2 separate regions of the Mus musculus genome follow, and region 2 is linked to region 1. A link is a contact called in public HiChIP or PLAC-seq data. All regions are on one chromosome and are shown on one strand. The core of a region is the stretch at or near the end of the contact, and the rest is flanking DNA. Distances in the headings are between cores, read along the strand shown.

The links. HiChIP or PLAC-seq counts read pairs in DNA pulled down with a chosen protein or histone mark.
Region 2: a contact with region 1 is called in a CTCF HiChIP or PLAC-seq map of the NIH/3T3 cell line, with 5 read pairs. The contact joins two enhancer-like sites. A contact is called at or near these places in 1 of 39 promoter capture datasets (the SN4741 cell line), 1 of 15 datasets of contacts at CTCF or cohesin (the NIH/3T3 cell line) and 6 of 115 datasets of contacts at active chromatin or transcription factors (craniofacial prominence, differentiating embryonic stem cells, embryonic basal ganglia and 3 more).

The regions. Positions count from the first base shown.
Region 1 is chr7:110,239,727-110,246,887 of GRCm38.p6, forward strand. Swap70 (SWA-70 protein) reads left to right here. Exons shown (of 12, transcript NM_009302.3): 2 at 3,658-3,798. Among named protein-coding and RNA genes, the nearest start is that of Swap70, 22 kb to the left of the region's middle. Within about 2 kb of position 5,420, at least 29 of the 459 cell types and tissues checked have an H3K27ac peak or open chromatin away from gene starts, as enhancers often do. A contact at or near this core is called in the NIH/3T3 cell line, where this site is marked.
Region 2 is chr7:110,645,483-110,653,011 of GRCm38.p6, forward strand. No RefSeq gene overlaps it. Among named protein-coding and RNA genes, the nearest start is that of Gm28863, 18 kb to the left of the region's middle. Within about 2 kb of position 2,654, at least 77 of the 459 cell types and tissues checked have an H3K27ac peak or open chromatin away from gene starts, as enhancers often do. A contact at or near this core is called in the NIH/3T3 cell line, where this site is marked.

The DNA.
Region 1 (7,161 bases), core at 4,170-6,669:
CCTATGGGCCAGAGTGAGTGGGGCCAGAGAAAGTGGGGCTGGAGTGAGCGGGAGGGGAGAAAAAGGAAAAAAAGAAAGAAAGAAAACCCCCCATGGTACTGGGAGGTAAACACAGCCATCCTTGCTGTTCAGCTGTTCAAAGAGAACTCTAGACGTTCTCACCAATCTTCAGGGTCGTTGGGCCAAACCATGCATCTCCACATACAAACAGCCCTTTTTTCTTTTTCTTTTTCTTTCCTCTTTTTTTTTTTTTTTTGAAAGTAGGGCAGACAGATTTATTAGGGAAAATAGGAACTCCTGAGTGTGGGAGGGGTTCTATGGGAGAAACATCCAGGAACAGCATTCTTTTCAGAGAACTGAAAAATTGAGTTTATTACTAGACAGTGCTAGACAAGAGATTATGAAACCCGAGTTCTGGTCTCAGTTCTGTGTGTTAGCGTTAGTCGAGAAAACTCCAAACTCTTTGAGCTAGTACTTTCTTTCTATTTATAAGATGAGAAGGATGGTGTTCAGGGCCTAAGGCAGGACTTTCAGTGGAGAATCTGTGAAACTCAGATGCAGGGAATAGAGCAGGCATGCGTTTTCTGAGGGCTTCGCTTAATTTTTTAAAATTTAATCTTAGTTTTAAAAATATTTAAGAAAAAATTATTAGGTTTATTCATTTTATTTTGTGTGTGAATGACTTACCTACATACACGTCTGTGTAGCATATGTGTGCTTGGTGCCAAAGGAGGCCAGAGAGGGCATCAGATCCCTTGGAACTGGAGTTAGAGATGATTGTGAACCACCGAGTGGGTGTTGGGAATCTAACCCAGGTCTGCAAGAGCAGTGAGTACTCTTAACTTCTGAGCTGCTTCTCCAAGTGCAGAGCTTTGCTTTAATCAGCTATTTTCACATCGTATTTTATGTTTTCTATTTACCTTGTCACCTTTATTTATCCTTTTTTTTTTGAGAAGGTGGGGGTCTCAAGTCTCAGATATCCCAGGCTGGCTTTGAACTCAGAAGTTGGCTGTGGATGACGTGAACTGATTGTCCTGTCTCCACATCTAAGTGCTGGGATTATAAGCATGTGCCACTGTGCATAGTGTATGCCATGATGGGCATCAAACAGAGGGCCTTGTGCATGTCAGCAAAGTATTCCGCCAACTGAGCTGTATCCCAGATCCCCCACCCACGTATCCTAAGGTGTGTGTGTGTGTGTGGTTTGTGTACACATGGCTGCATATGTTTTGGTGGCTCAGAATTAATGCTAGGTATCTTCCTTAACTGCTCTGTACTCTGAATCCAGAACCAATTCCAGCTAGTCTATCCTGACGCTCCCCTCCTAACCTTCCTCCAGAGCACTGGGATTACAAGCCGCTGCCGTCCCTGCTGTCCACGGGGCAGGTATTACAAGCTCATGTGCCCACAGTTGCCTTAGATCCTGGGTGTTAGGATTTGCTCATGTGTGAACAGCAAGCTCTCTGAGCCATCTCGCAGGCCATGACCTTTTTTCTTTCCTTTTTCCTTTTCCTTTTCCTTTTCCTTTTCCTTTTCTTTTTCTTTTTCTTTTTCTTTTTCTTTTTCTTTTTCTTTTTCTTTTTCTTTTTCTTTTTCTTTTTTCTTTTCTTTCCTTTTCCTTTTTCCTTTTTCCTTTCCTTTCTTTCCTTTTCTCTTCTTTTCTTTTCTTTTCTTTTCTTTTCTTTTCTTTTCTTTTCTTTTCTTTTCTTTTCTTTTCTTTTCTTCTTAAGCAAAATGAGAGGTGCAGAGTAGGGTGTAGTTCAGAGGTAGAGTGCTTGCTTAGCCATGTGTCAAGCCCTGGCTTCAAATCCAAGAACAGGAGACAATAACCTAGACAACAAAAGCAAAGAACTTTTTTTTTTTTTTTTTTTTTTTTTTTTAAGGAGCTGCTATGAGTCCTGTTTTCTATCCCTGGCCTTCCACCAACCTAGTCCTTTCCCTCACTGTTAATAGTTTCCTGTGTATTCCTTTGGAATTCCTTATTTTTTTCTCTCTTTTCATTTATCTTGTGACACTTGAATATTATATACCCTTAAAAAAACGTAGTTTATCGTGGAGTTATTTTCTTGTCAGTACACAGTGAGCTTCATCATGATTTTGACATTTTATAGACATACCATAATTTAACCACTGGTTGGGGATTTTTACTTGGTAAAGTCCCGAGTGATTTTTATGTTTGGATGGTCTTTGAACCTGATATAGGAATTTTTCTTTGTCATTTTAAGCATTTTATGGTCTTGAAATCAATCCTTACAAATCTCTTTGGGATAGATAGAAGAAATAATATATTTAGGATTTTGCTGACTGTGGTGTGCAAGGCTTCATGACATCTCTACTGTGTTCCTCTCAGAGGCTCCACTGGTGTATAATAATACAGGGTCTGAGGAACACAGCCGCTCAGCCTGCTTGGTAGGGCTGGTAAACGTCTGCACTGCTGCACCCGCGACGATTAGTAATTGACTTCCTTAAAATTGATAGAGCGTGCACAAAGGATCTCCACACAGATGAAGCTTTGAGAAACAAAACCAGTATAGAAAGGAGATATGCAAATGTTCTTTTTATAGATTAAAACTTTTAATCTTAAAAAGACCTAACTGAAATAGGTGTATGCAGAAGTTGACTTCCTTAATGAAATTGAAGGTGCTTATGTAGATGAATGTGGCGCCCTCCGTCCCCACCAGGGTTTCTCTGTATAGCCCTGGCTGACCTTGAACTCAGATCCACCTGCCTCTGGGACTAAAGGACTAGAGTTCGCAGCTATGTCCAGCGAATGTGGCAAAGAGTAGTTAGTTAGCACAGCCTTAACCTTACTTGATCTGTTCAGTATTCAAACGAAATGGAAGTTGCTCTAGTTTCCATGTAACTTAAAGCTTGAGACAGGTGAGTTTGCTGAGTCTCTCATGAGTGCTTAAGTGTGCACTTAGGTTACTGTGCCACAGCAGTAGTCCTGTGTGTGTGCTCTGGCATAACAGGTCTCCTCCCTTCCGCTCTGGTCCCCCGACCCCTTTTGCTGAGGATGTAGCCCAGGGCCTCCGCACACGAGGCAGGCACTCTGCCACTGAGGTGCATCTCTAGCTAGCCGTCTTTTTCTTCTGTGTCTGTGAATATTTATCCTTTTTGGTTTTGAGACTAGGGATATGCCAGTCTGGCCTGAAACTCGTTGCCCCGTTTGACTCCAGACTCACAGTCTTCTGCTGGAGCTTCCCAAAGGCTATGTTAATATGGTTCTTTCTAATACATGGGAAATGTTGAGTCCAGGGCAGCTGTGTCTTGTCTAGGTCAGATACCTTCTCCAAAACGCTTTACAGCATTTGTTAGTTTCTGTAAACAAATTCTCATGGCCAAGCAGGTTGACGAGGGGAAGAGTTTAATTTTAAATGCATTCTATTGTGCCTGCTCCCCTTTCCTCCATAATGTGGACTACTTAATAAGAACCGTCAAGAAGTATTTGTTCTCAGACCTTCATGGGGTCTGACTCATGGTGAGCAGGTGAAACAGATCTTGGAAAAAGGAATGAAAAGACTTGAGCCATACCCCATGTTTGGTAGATTCTTCTCATTTTTTACTTAGAGCAGGGGCAGCTTGTTGTTCACGTGGGTAAGGTGTTACGTGGTGGTAAGCGGGTGTCTTTACAGTGTTGTTTTTCCCTCCTCTTAGGTCCTTTCCCATAACCTGTGCACGGTGCTGAAGGTTCCACATGACCCGGTTGCCCTTGAGGAGCACTTTAGGGATGACGATGAGGGGCCTGTCTCCAATCAGGGCTACATGCCATATTTAAACAAGTTCATTTTGGAAAAGGTATGCTGCTAACCCTTTTACCCACAGCTTTTTTTTTTTTTTTTTTTGGTTTTGTGCATCAAGTGGGGCCAGGGCAGCCCTTGTTGGTGTGTTGGTGAGCACATTAAGAAGCCAGGTATGAAGCCAGACACGGTGGTGTATGACTTTAGTGCCAGAACTCTGGGAGGCGGAGAGAGGTAGGTAGATCTCTGGATTTCAGAACAGCCAGGGCAACACAGGGAAACCCTATCTTGAAAAACAAAAACAAACAAACAAACAAACAAGAAGCTGGGCGCTGAGGCCTCAGGAGATAGGGAGAGAGGAGGCTGAGGCTTCTGCTCTGCCTTCTCTTTCTGTCTGATTCCTCCAGCTTGGTTCCTTTTTTTGAAATTAAAAATGTGCCTGTGTTACTCTGTGTCTGTCTTCTCTCAGGATGCTTTACCTATCCTAGAAAGTAGGGTTCCTCAGTGTGGACAGTGGTTGTTAGAGAGTGAGTGTGCTGGAGTCAAACAGGATAGTAAAGGGATAATTATTGTTACTGGGTCGATATCACCCAGCAAACTGCATGGTGGACTTATCCTAAGGTGAGCACTAGCTCCTGTCCTGTTACTGTGTGCAAATGCCTGACAAGAAGCAACTTAAGGGGGGAGATACTTTGGCTCCTGGTTTATTGTGGTATGGTTCATCATGACTTACAGCTTAGCAGTAGGAGGGGCTCGCAGCTGTGGCAGCAGAGGTGTATGAAGCTGCTCGCTTGCATCTGTGCAGACCAGGAAGCAGATTAGAGGGAAGGATGACTGCTAGAGCTCAGCTCATTTTCTCTCTTTTCCCCTTTTTGCTAAGCCTAATTCTAAAGCCAGTGGAATGGTGCCACCCGCATCTGGATGGGCTATTTCTTCTAAGTTAATCCTCTCTGGGAGTGGTGTAACAGACACACCCTAAAGCAGTGGTTTTTCAACCCTTGGGTCTTGATCCCTTTGAGGTCCCATAACAGGTATCCTGTATCTTAAATATTTACATCACGGTTCATAAGAGTAGCAAAATTACAGTTATAAAGTAGCAACAAGAGAATTTCATGGTGTGTGTGTGTGTGGGTCACTGTAGTGTGTGGAACTAACTGTATTAAAGGGATGCAGCATCAGGTTGAGGTTGCATACCCTAAGGTACGTTTGAACCAACCCTCTATACCTTATGGGTTTTTTTGTTTTTTGTTTTTTTGAGACAAAGTCCCTCTACATTGCCCTGTCTGTCCTAGAACTTGCTACATAGACCAGGCTGGTCCAAGACTCACAGTGACCTGCCTCTGCCTCTTAGAGTGCTGGCATTAAGGGTATGCATGACCATGCCCAAGCATAATCTTAAAAATTATAGCTAGCACCTGGGAGTAGCTGTAAATGTCTATAATTCTCTCATTTGTGAGGTAAATATATGAGGATTAGGAATTCAAGGGCACCCTCAGCTAACAGAGTAATTTCAAGGCCAGCCTGGGCTACATAAGACCCTATTTCTAAAATAAAAATAAACAGAACTTGTAGGCAGTAAGGAGAATTATTTGTGTTATTAATGTTATGAGACATACCACGGAATTCTCAGAAGTCTGGAAATTGCTTTGTTTTCCAGCACCAGGATTAGCGTGGGCTGAGTCAGTGGCCGGGGCATGGTCTGCCGGCCTCATATTCTGGAATTCTGTGCTCTGATACAGGACTGTGTCCCCTTGCTGGAGTATATTTTTAGATTTGCGTTTTAAGACACTCTCATAGTCTGATACTTCGAAGTCCTAGAACTGGGGAGGAAACATTCCCCAGCAGACAACAGAATTGGAGCAGAGCCTTGTCACGCGGCCAGTGAGGCTGTGATAGGACAGTGTGCCTGGCCACCTGGAGCGGAAGCTGACCCCATCCAAGGAAAGCCGCAGGGTTTCCATGTAGTAGGCTCAGATCAGCAAAGATCAGCATCTTGTCTTGAAGTTTGTGTTGGGGAGGAAAAAACCCAGTAGTGTGAGGAGTGGTAAGAGGAGCAGGATTGCTGTTCCTTATGCATGGGAGTAGGAGCTGTTCCGGTTCATACAGCTTGGCGGATCCCATGGTGAGCCTGACTAAGTAGCTTAGTCAATAAAGGGCAAATAGATTAGATCAACTTTTAAAGTTACGTTTTTATGTGTTTATTGTCTGTATGAAGAGGAAGAGGGTACGTGTGCTTGTGGAGGTTAGAGGTCAACGTGTAGACGTGCTCTTCTTCCACTGTGGGCTCTGGTGATTGAGCTCAGTTTTCGGGCTTGGTGGCAAGCACCTTTATTCACCGAGCCCGTTTGCTGGCCTGTAAGCAGAATTTGAACTTAAACCATTTAACTTCTCCCAGTTTTTTTTTTTAAACTGTCTTCTTAAAGACTAAATCCTCTTTTTCAGAACTATTATTATTACTACTCTTATTATTATTTTCTACATAAGGGATGTGATGGTTGAAAGTAGGGTTGGAGTTACTTTGAAACCTAATAATCTCAGACCATCTCGGCTCCCACCCAGTTGTCTCAGGTGCTTTAAGATCTCTTTAGTGTTTCTTTGTGTCCACTGGTTGCTTTCCCTACACCGGCTGCTGTTGCCTGGGAGTTTTACTCTGGGTAGTCTGGGCCCTGAAATGCATTACATTGAAACCTGCTTTCTGAAAAGTAGCTTTCGTATTTGGCATCTGGATTTACTGCCATATACACATTCCTGATGTTAGTCACACTGACAGAATTTACTTTCAGTTTTTCTGAGACTTCAGATGGTTAGCCAGTCCATTGTTATTTACCAAATATTTTGCCTGGGTATTAATTTTGTAGATTTTTTTTTGTTGTTGTTGTTAGTTTTAAAGGCCTTCTTTTTCCTTCCTCTTTCCTTCTCACCCTCCTCCTCTTTTTGAAAACATTATACTTGGATTACTTGATGGTAAATAATTGAAGACGTTGGTCAGTTATTATTATTTTTTCTGAGACAAGATTTCTCTGTGTAGCCCTGGAATTTGCTGTGTAGACCAGGTTGGCCTACAATTCACAGAGATCTGCCTGCCTCTGCCTCCTGAGTGCTGGGATTAAAGGCGTGCCCCCGCTGCCTGGCTCGGATATTACTTTTTAAAAACTATGTCTCATTAGTTACACAGAGTTCTGCCTTAGCATGTTTTGAGACAGTCTCGTTCTCCCATGAGATCCATGGCTCATTAGGCTTGCTGGCCCTCACTGTTGCCAACTCTTCTCCTTGAGTATTAAAGGCTCATCTGGGCTGTCCGACTAAAACCAGTAAACCAGTGGCCAGCCACGTGCCAAGTTCACGTTGGGGATGTCCGTGCTTTCCAGCAGAATCTGCTTTGGTTTGTTGTCAACTGTGCTTTGGGAGCAAAGAGAGAGAG
Region 2 (7,529 bases), core at 1,404-3,903, 400 kb after region 1:
TCTCTAGGCCAGTGGGGTGACTCAGATGTGATTATGCCCCACACTCTGTTCTCATGCCATGCCAAAGAGTGAAAAACTGTAACCCTCTGCTGCCACCTGCTGTTTCCTTTGGAATACATTATTGGAATTAGTCTAGGCATGTGTATCAGTTGATCTTTGCCAAGTGCCTTGAGGAATTTGGGGGCTGTGAAATGTATGTTTACATAGTTCTGTACCAGCAGGTCTGCTGTGTGCTAGAATAAACTGTAGGGTCCCATGGGTGCTTGCTGTCTTTTAAGTTAGTTCAATGGCTGTCTGCCCCATCTAGTAGAATAAGCTTGGTGAGACTCCCTGAACCCAGGGAGGACCTACAGGGCCCTTGAGCAAGATCCAACCCTTAAGAATTTGAGTATCTTCCTCATGGGACAGTGATGCCATATGGGCCATAATTGAAGGCTGGCTCCTGCATAGACTGTTCTCTGAAGGACGTATCAATGGGTAGTATTCCTCGTAAGTACCCCCTGCCCTGCTCCGGAAGTGGAAATGCTCTTCCGAGTAGAGCTGGCCAGCAGGCTTCAGCTCACGTTTACTTGTGACATCATCAGATGTCTTATCTTTGCCTTCTTTGAGGAAGCTGAGGCAGATTGAGGAAGTGGCATCCCCAGGGAAATGAAGATAATACTCTTAGGTGATAGACTCTGAGTTCAGGTTAGATGTAGAGATAATGGTAAAGAGTTAAGAGTCATAAGCTTGGATGGGTCTGACAGGGGCGCTTAGTCATCTGATTGCAGGCACAGAGGACAGACATCACCTGTCTTGACAGTTCTAGAAAGTGGGATTTTCCTCTTTGCTGTCTTCAGGAAGATGCACTCACACGCACACTTCTTTCTGTTATCATCATTGATTTTGGGAATTCTTTAAATAGTGATCTTTTGTTGTTGTTTTGTTTTGTTTTTTTTTTTTTATTGGCAGAGATTAACGAGCCTGTTAGATGGATTTTCATATAAATCTGTTTATTTATTTATTTATTTTTGTTTGTTTGTTTGGCTGGTTGGTTTTTTAAGACAGGGTTTCTCTGTATAGCCCTGGCTGTCCTGGAACTCACTTTGTAGACTAGGCTGGCCTCGAACTCAGAAATCTGCCTGCTTCTGCCTCCCGAGTGCTGGGATTAAAGGCGTGCTCCACCATGCTCAGCTAAATCTGATTTTTTTTAAGTCAAATCTGATAGTTTTTAGATGACATAAAGTATTAAGGAAATGACCCTTGATAGTTTCTCCTATCAGACTGAGCCTGATAAGACCAGGTATACGATGGCTCATTACTCAATGTCTTGCGCCACAGCTCCTACTTAGGCCCACATTTATTGAATGACTGAGCTGATCACCTATGCACTCATCTGCAGAAATCCTGGAGGAGGTAGGGGTGGGGGTGGGGGAAGGGAGGAAGGAGTAGGAGGAAGGCTTCTCAGAATTACTCAGATGAACAGCTCATGGTATACAAAGCATACATACTAGAGTGTGACGAGGAGACAAAAGGTACACTATAGAGGCTTCAAAATACAGATGCATTGCTTTTAGAGTAAGTATGGCTCTTGATAAATTCACAAAAACTCATAACACGCAAAATTCCTTCCACCCGTGTCTTGCCCTGTTACTGTGGTTCACAAGCTTGTGTTGTGTTTATGTTTCATGCATTTTCTTGTTTATGTCCAGTTGTTCTTCTCTAGGGTTGTGTAAAGGCTTTGGGAATGTTCTAGCCTGGCTCAGCCATGGCAAGAGGCCAGCCACTAAAGCAATATTTCCTCTTGGGGGGCTGATGTGATCTCAGCAATGGAAAGTGAGGGGACCCAAGACAGGAAAACCCTTGCAGGTCTGGGGTAATGGTTTCAGCTTTTCCTTCCTCTCGGGATACTCATGACAGCTCTTAGTTCTAGAAGATCCTGGGTCATTTCACTTCTCATCTTCAGGCAGGGAACAACTGTTTAGTGAATAATAAGCTAAATGCTTCCTGGGATTGCTTGGAGATCTGTGGGAGCCCACCCACCATCTCTTGTATCTGCTGTGTTCTTGCTCACCCCAGAAGACTCAGCCTATGCTCCAAGTTCCTGCCAGAAAGTTCTACCTGCTCCTTCACCCTGAGTTGGTGGAGAGAGAGGGGATAGCAACTGCTGAGAGAACTCCAGATGATCAGAAGGTTGGACAACCGATTGGCAGGTCACAAGGCCACCATAGCCGCAGCCTGACAAAGGTTCCCACACAAGGGCATGTGTAGGCTCTATGATGAGCATGTGGACAAGGCCGTTGCTTCTTCAACAAGCTTGCCTTTTGATGAGCAAAGTGGTGTGCGTGCCGGGTGGTGTCAGGGCATGATTGTTTCCCATTGTTTTTGATACCAGCTTTTATGCCTTCTGTTGTGTCTGGTAACTAAGATGCTGTCAAGAAAATACAGCAAGGCTTCTCTGAGCTGAAAAAGAGCACTTTTGCAATTAGCCTTTTGTCCCTTAGGTCTGTTTCTCTTAGAACAAATGTAATCTTACTCGCTACAGACTGTCTAAAATAGCTTTTCTGATGAGTCACCTAAAAGTAAAGTTGCAGATAGCCTATTGTTTCAGCCATAGCCAGCCAACTACTAGTTACACTCACTGGGGGACGGCTGCTCTATGCTCACATGTATTTTGAGGCCAGCCTTAAAAACATCCAGAGAGCATGAAATGCCTCAGACCATGCCTTGGTACTATGCATCTCAGAAGTTCAATTTGGTTCCTCAGGACCCAAGACACGTGAGGATTTTGCCCTCAGTCATTACGACCCCACCCCCACCCTCCGCACACGCGCAGCACAGGAGTGTGCGCAGAACCTTAGGGAAATCTCCAGGAGGCCATGCTGAAGGGTCAGAGGACTTTGTAGTTGCTCTGAGGAAGAAACGAAAGCTTTAAACAGAACATCGTGCCATGGCTTGAAAGGTCATTATCTAGTTCACACTTACCTCAGAATCTAAATATTGTCTGAAAATGGATAAGTTTGCCAGGACCGCGAGCAGTGAAATCACTCAAAATAGCTCTTAGGAATCTTCAAGGCCAGTGTGGCTCGGGCCGGCCATTGACACTCAAAGCCATTGCTGCCTGTGGGAGGAATTCAGCAGCAGTGAGACGGGGCAGCTGCTTAGAGGAAGGGTTTTCCTCCGTAGTCCTTGAAAACTGTAGATGCCTCTCTTCTTCAAGTGAGTCAACTTTGTCTCTCTTCCATCACCGGCAAGCGTGGGGAGGAGACTGGTGCTCTTCAAGTGGGTTCCTCAGCGCTGCAGACCTCTGAACAGTCTGCCCTCCCCCAACCCCAAGCTGTGGTGGCAGTGCCCATGTGGTGTCTTAGTAGGCAGCAGTGGCTACCAGCTTTACTTTGCTCCTGGCCGGGCCGCACCCTGGATTGGCTAAAGCCAGGTTACCTCCTTCCAGGCAGCTGCAGGGGTCAAAGTCCAGAGGAGTTCTTCCCAAGTAAACAAGTCGGACAAAGGCAGTTCCCAGCAGTACACGGGGCTGCACTCCAGAAGGCTGTTTGCAAATCTGTCCTTTGGAATCTGGAAGACTATTCCTGAGGAGGAACAATGTTATACTTTGTGGCAACATTCCCAGGCTATCCCATACCACTGAATGGACCCAGAACGGACTTATAATGAAGTGTTCTGGGCATAACGTTGTAGGCAATAGAGACATTTACTGAGCCCTGTAGGATACGGTGTGATATGTGAATTCAAAGTTAACCCCAGCTTTGTAGAGGGTTGACTTGGTGCCTTCCACTCTGCATTTGAGCAGCACCATCCTTTGGGCTCAGGTCCAGACTGACTAATAAGGAGGAAAAACGCTGAACCCGGCCATGGCACTCCTCTCTCTGCTTCCTGACTTAGATGCAATGTGACCAGCTGTTCTGTGCTGTGACACCATCGACTTCCTTACCACAATGGACTGTACTTTCAAACTGTGAGCAAAAATAGACCCTTCCTTCCTTAGGCTATTTTAGGTGTTTGTGAAATTTATTTTTATCTTATGCATGTGGATGTTTAGCCCACGCACATCAGCACCATGTGAATGCCCTCTGAGGCCAGAAGAGGGCAGCAGATCCCCTCAAGCTGGTGTTAAAGATAGTTGTGAGCTACCACATAGGTGCTGGGAACCCACCCCAGGTCCTCTGGAAAAGCACCTGGTGCTCTTAACCATCTGAGCCTGCCCCCTTCTTATCTTTAGTCTTTGACAGGGCCTCCTTATGTAATCTGCTGCTTCCATCTCTTGATGCTGAGATTAGGGGCAGGATCTCAGGCCTGGCTCCTTCCTCTTTTTCTGTTTTCATTTTCCTCCTCCTCCCTTCAGTGTTCCCCCAACCCTCCCTTCTCATCAGGACTGGGATGGAAGGGGAAGTGAGAGTTGAGATGGATCCCTGGCCAGGGAAGAACTATTTACTGGAGGGGCAGAGAGAAACTTCTATAGTTTTGCTCTGGTAATGTCTTTGCTCATAGGTCTCAGATGAAATGGTAGGTTTAGATTCCTACAGGAGTTTGCTAAGACCGGTCTTTTATGCCTTTGCAGGAAGACTAGGAATCTGAGAAGAACAACTTACCTAGTTAAGTTAAGGAGTGGGAAATTAGAGTACACATAACAGCTGAAAATCAGATTTTCAGTTAGTGTGTGACTTAGAGATTTAGGCCCAGGTTCCCAAGGAGAGGAGACTACAATAACAGAATAAGTTAACTCAGCCAGCATGATGGAATTTTCAGAAAGGAACCGGGTTTCTTGATAGGGAAACTTTGTTATCCCCCTCTGTATGGGGGAGTAAAGAGCTCATTTGTCTTCTCACATATAGTGTTTTAAAGAATATGCTAGAAGATGGGAAAAGTGTGTAAGAAAACATTTCACAAAAAATGGGGTCAAGTGGGGGGTGGGGTGATGGTGGAGGGACAGTGAGATGGGACAGTGGGTAAAGATTCTTTGAGCCAAGTCTAATGACTTGAATTTAATCCACAGTGGTGGAAGGAGAAAATGACTCTTACAAGTTCTCTGACCTCTGATGCACGCCATGGCACTTGTCTATGAGTGCACACACACTTCTGGAAAACAGATCATTGTAAATAGAAATATATGGGTCAAGAGTGCCACGTTCCAAGAGGGAGATGAATGCCTTAGTGTGGAAGTCGAGCTCCGGTGTGGTCTGCCTAGAACAGGATCAAACTGCCACCCTCTTATCTGCACAGTAGATTTATGGCTGTGTTCAGGAGTTGACCTAGCCTTTGTTTTTATCAGCCACATTCCATTAATGCCTCAGAATGAATCTGTGGTCAATTAAAAGCCTGGTTGTTTTTATTTATTTTATTTATTTATTTTTTTACATGAATAGCTACCAAGCCAGGAATCCCTGTGAATCTGTGCTCTTGAGGTTTTTTTGTGAGCTAAGGACAGAAGTTTTACAAATGGTCCTCAATGAATCACAGGCCAGCTTACATCTTGCTTCTTTATCTAGCAGCTAAGACAAACTTTGTGCTAGCCTTTCAGAGATCCAGAAAGAAGCTGGAAACCCACTTCATAATAGTCTTTTTTTTTTTTTCTTTTCATTTTTGGTTTTTCAAGAAAGGGTTTCTCTGTATAGCCCTGGCTGTCCTGGAACTCACTTTGTAGACCAGGCTGGCCTCAAACTCAGAAATCCACCTGCCTCTGCCTCCCGAGTGCTGGGATTAAAGGTGTGCGCCCACCACGCCCAGCTTTCTCATAATAGTCTTATGCTGTTTGTCCCCTGGAGCTCTGCCAGCTCTGGCTCCAGAGAGGCTTTGTGTGGTACTTTAATGAGATCAAGTTACACTGTCCGTGATGTTTCTACCGCTGGAATTTTGGCCCTGACCCAATACCTTGTACATGGTAGATGCTCAATAAAAATTTGTTGAATTAAATTGAATCTTGTGACTCATCAACCTCAACCATATATTTACAAAAGGGAGCCAAGACTCATTCCAGCCAGACTCCCTTGGTTTCCTAGTATTCTTCGTAGTCATTTTACTTTATTGGTGAGATAGAGTCTTATCCTGTAGCCTGTGCCACAGGATGTAGCCCTAGTACAGGATGTAGTCCATCCTGTAGCATAAGCTGTCCTGTGATTCGATGAGGACCATTTAGTATAGTCCAGGTTGGTCTTGAACTCTCAGTGATCCTCCTTCCTCCGTCTCCCAAGTACAGGCGTCAAAGGCATGTGTCATTGTACTTGACCTCTTATTGTTGTTGTTGTTGCTTTCAGTCAAAATGTAAAAATGGAGGGGGGGGTATAGTTATGGTTTACCTAGCTTGTGAGGGGCCTTGGGTTTGATTCTTAATACTAAAAGAAGAGAAAGAGGAAGAGGAGGATGGAGAGGAGGAGAGGGGGAGGAGGAGGGAGAGGCAGAAGAGGAGGAGAAACAAGTCAGCAACTTCAGAGGCAAAGTTAAAATACTACCTATTATGGGAAAAATAAAACCAGAGGACATTTATACAGAGACTTTCTATGGAAAATCTGTGCAGTTGATTTCATCTCTACTTAGTTTAAGGAACAATGCCAAGTAGACTCCCATCAGCTCATGACAAGAGAGTGGATTCGGGCTTAGAGATGGCTCAGCAGTCAAGAGCACTAGCTGCTCTTCCAGAGGTCCTGAGTTCAAATCCCAGAAACCACATGGTGGCTCACAACCACCATGGGATCTGGTGCCCTCTTCTGACAGTGCAGGCATACTTGAAGACAGAGCACTCATATAGATAAAATACATAAATAAATAAAGCTTTGAAAATGAGAAAGAATGGATTTAACAAGTCTAACCTCAGAGTTTGCTCTATGTTGTAGGTGTTTTTAAAATGTATACACTTTATTTTATCATTTTAAAAATTATATTTGTGTGTGTGTGTTTGCCCCAATAGGTACCATGTACATGCAATGCTGAAGAGGCAGTCAAGGGTGTTGGCTCTCCCTGGGACTGGAGGTTGTGGATGACTGTGAGTGGTCCTGTGGGTGCTGAGAATTGAACCCACGTCCTCAGGAAGAACAGTCTGTGCTCTTAGCCTCTTAGTTGGCTCTCTAGCCCCCACTTTATTTAATTTATTTATTTGTTAGTTTGGTGTGTGTGTGTGTGTGTGTGTATGTATACATGTATGAAGGTCAGAGGACAACCTTTGGGTATTTGTTCTCTTCTTCTACCATGAAGGTCTGGGCATTGAATTCAGGCCACCAGTCTTGTAAGCAAGCTCTACACACTTTATTACTATTTTTAAGTCTTTTTTATTCTTTTGAGATTTTTCTCTAGCCCTGGTTGATGTGGAACTTGATATATAGACCAGGCTAGCCTTGAACTCAGTGATCTGCAAGTCTCTTCAATGCTGGAATTAAAGGTATGTACCACCATGCTTGGCTCCTAAGTCATATTTTTATTTTGTTCTCAGATTGCCACAGTTAATGAGGAGTGGACTTATGTGTGTCTATCAAACAAGACTTAAATTAGTTTTTTAATTTTATTTATTTATTTATTTATTTTTTAGGATTTAGTCAGACACA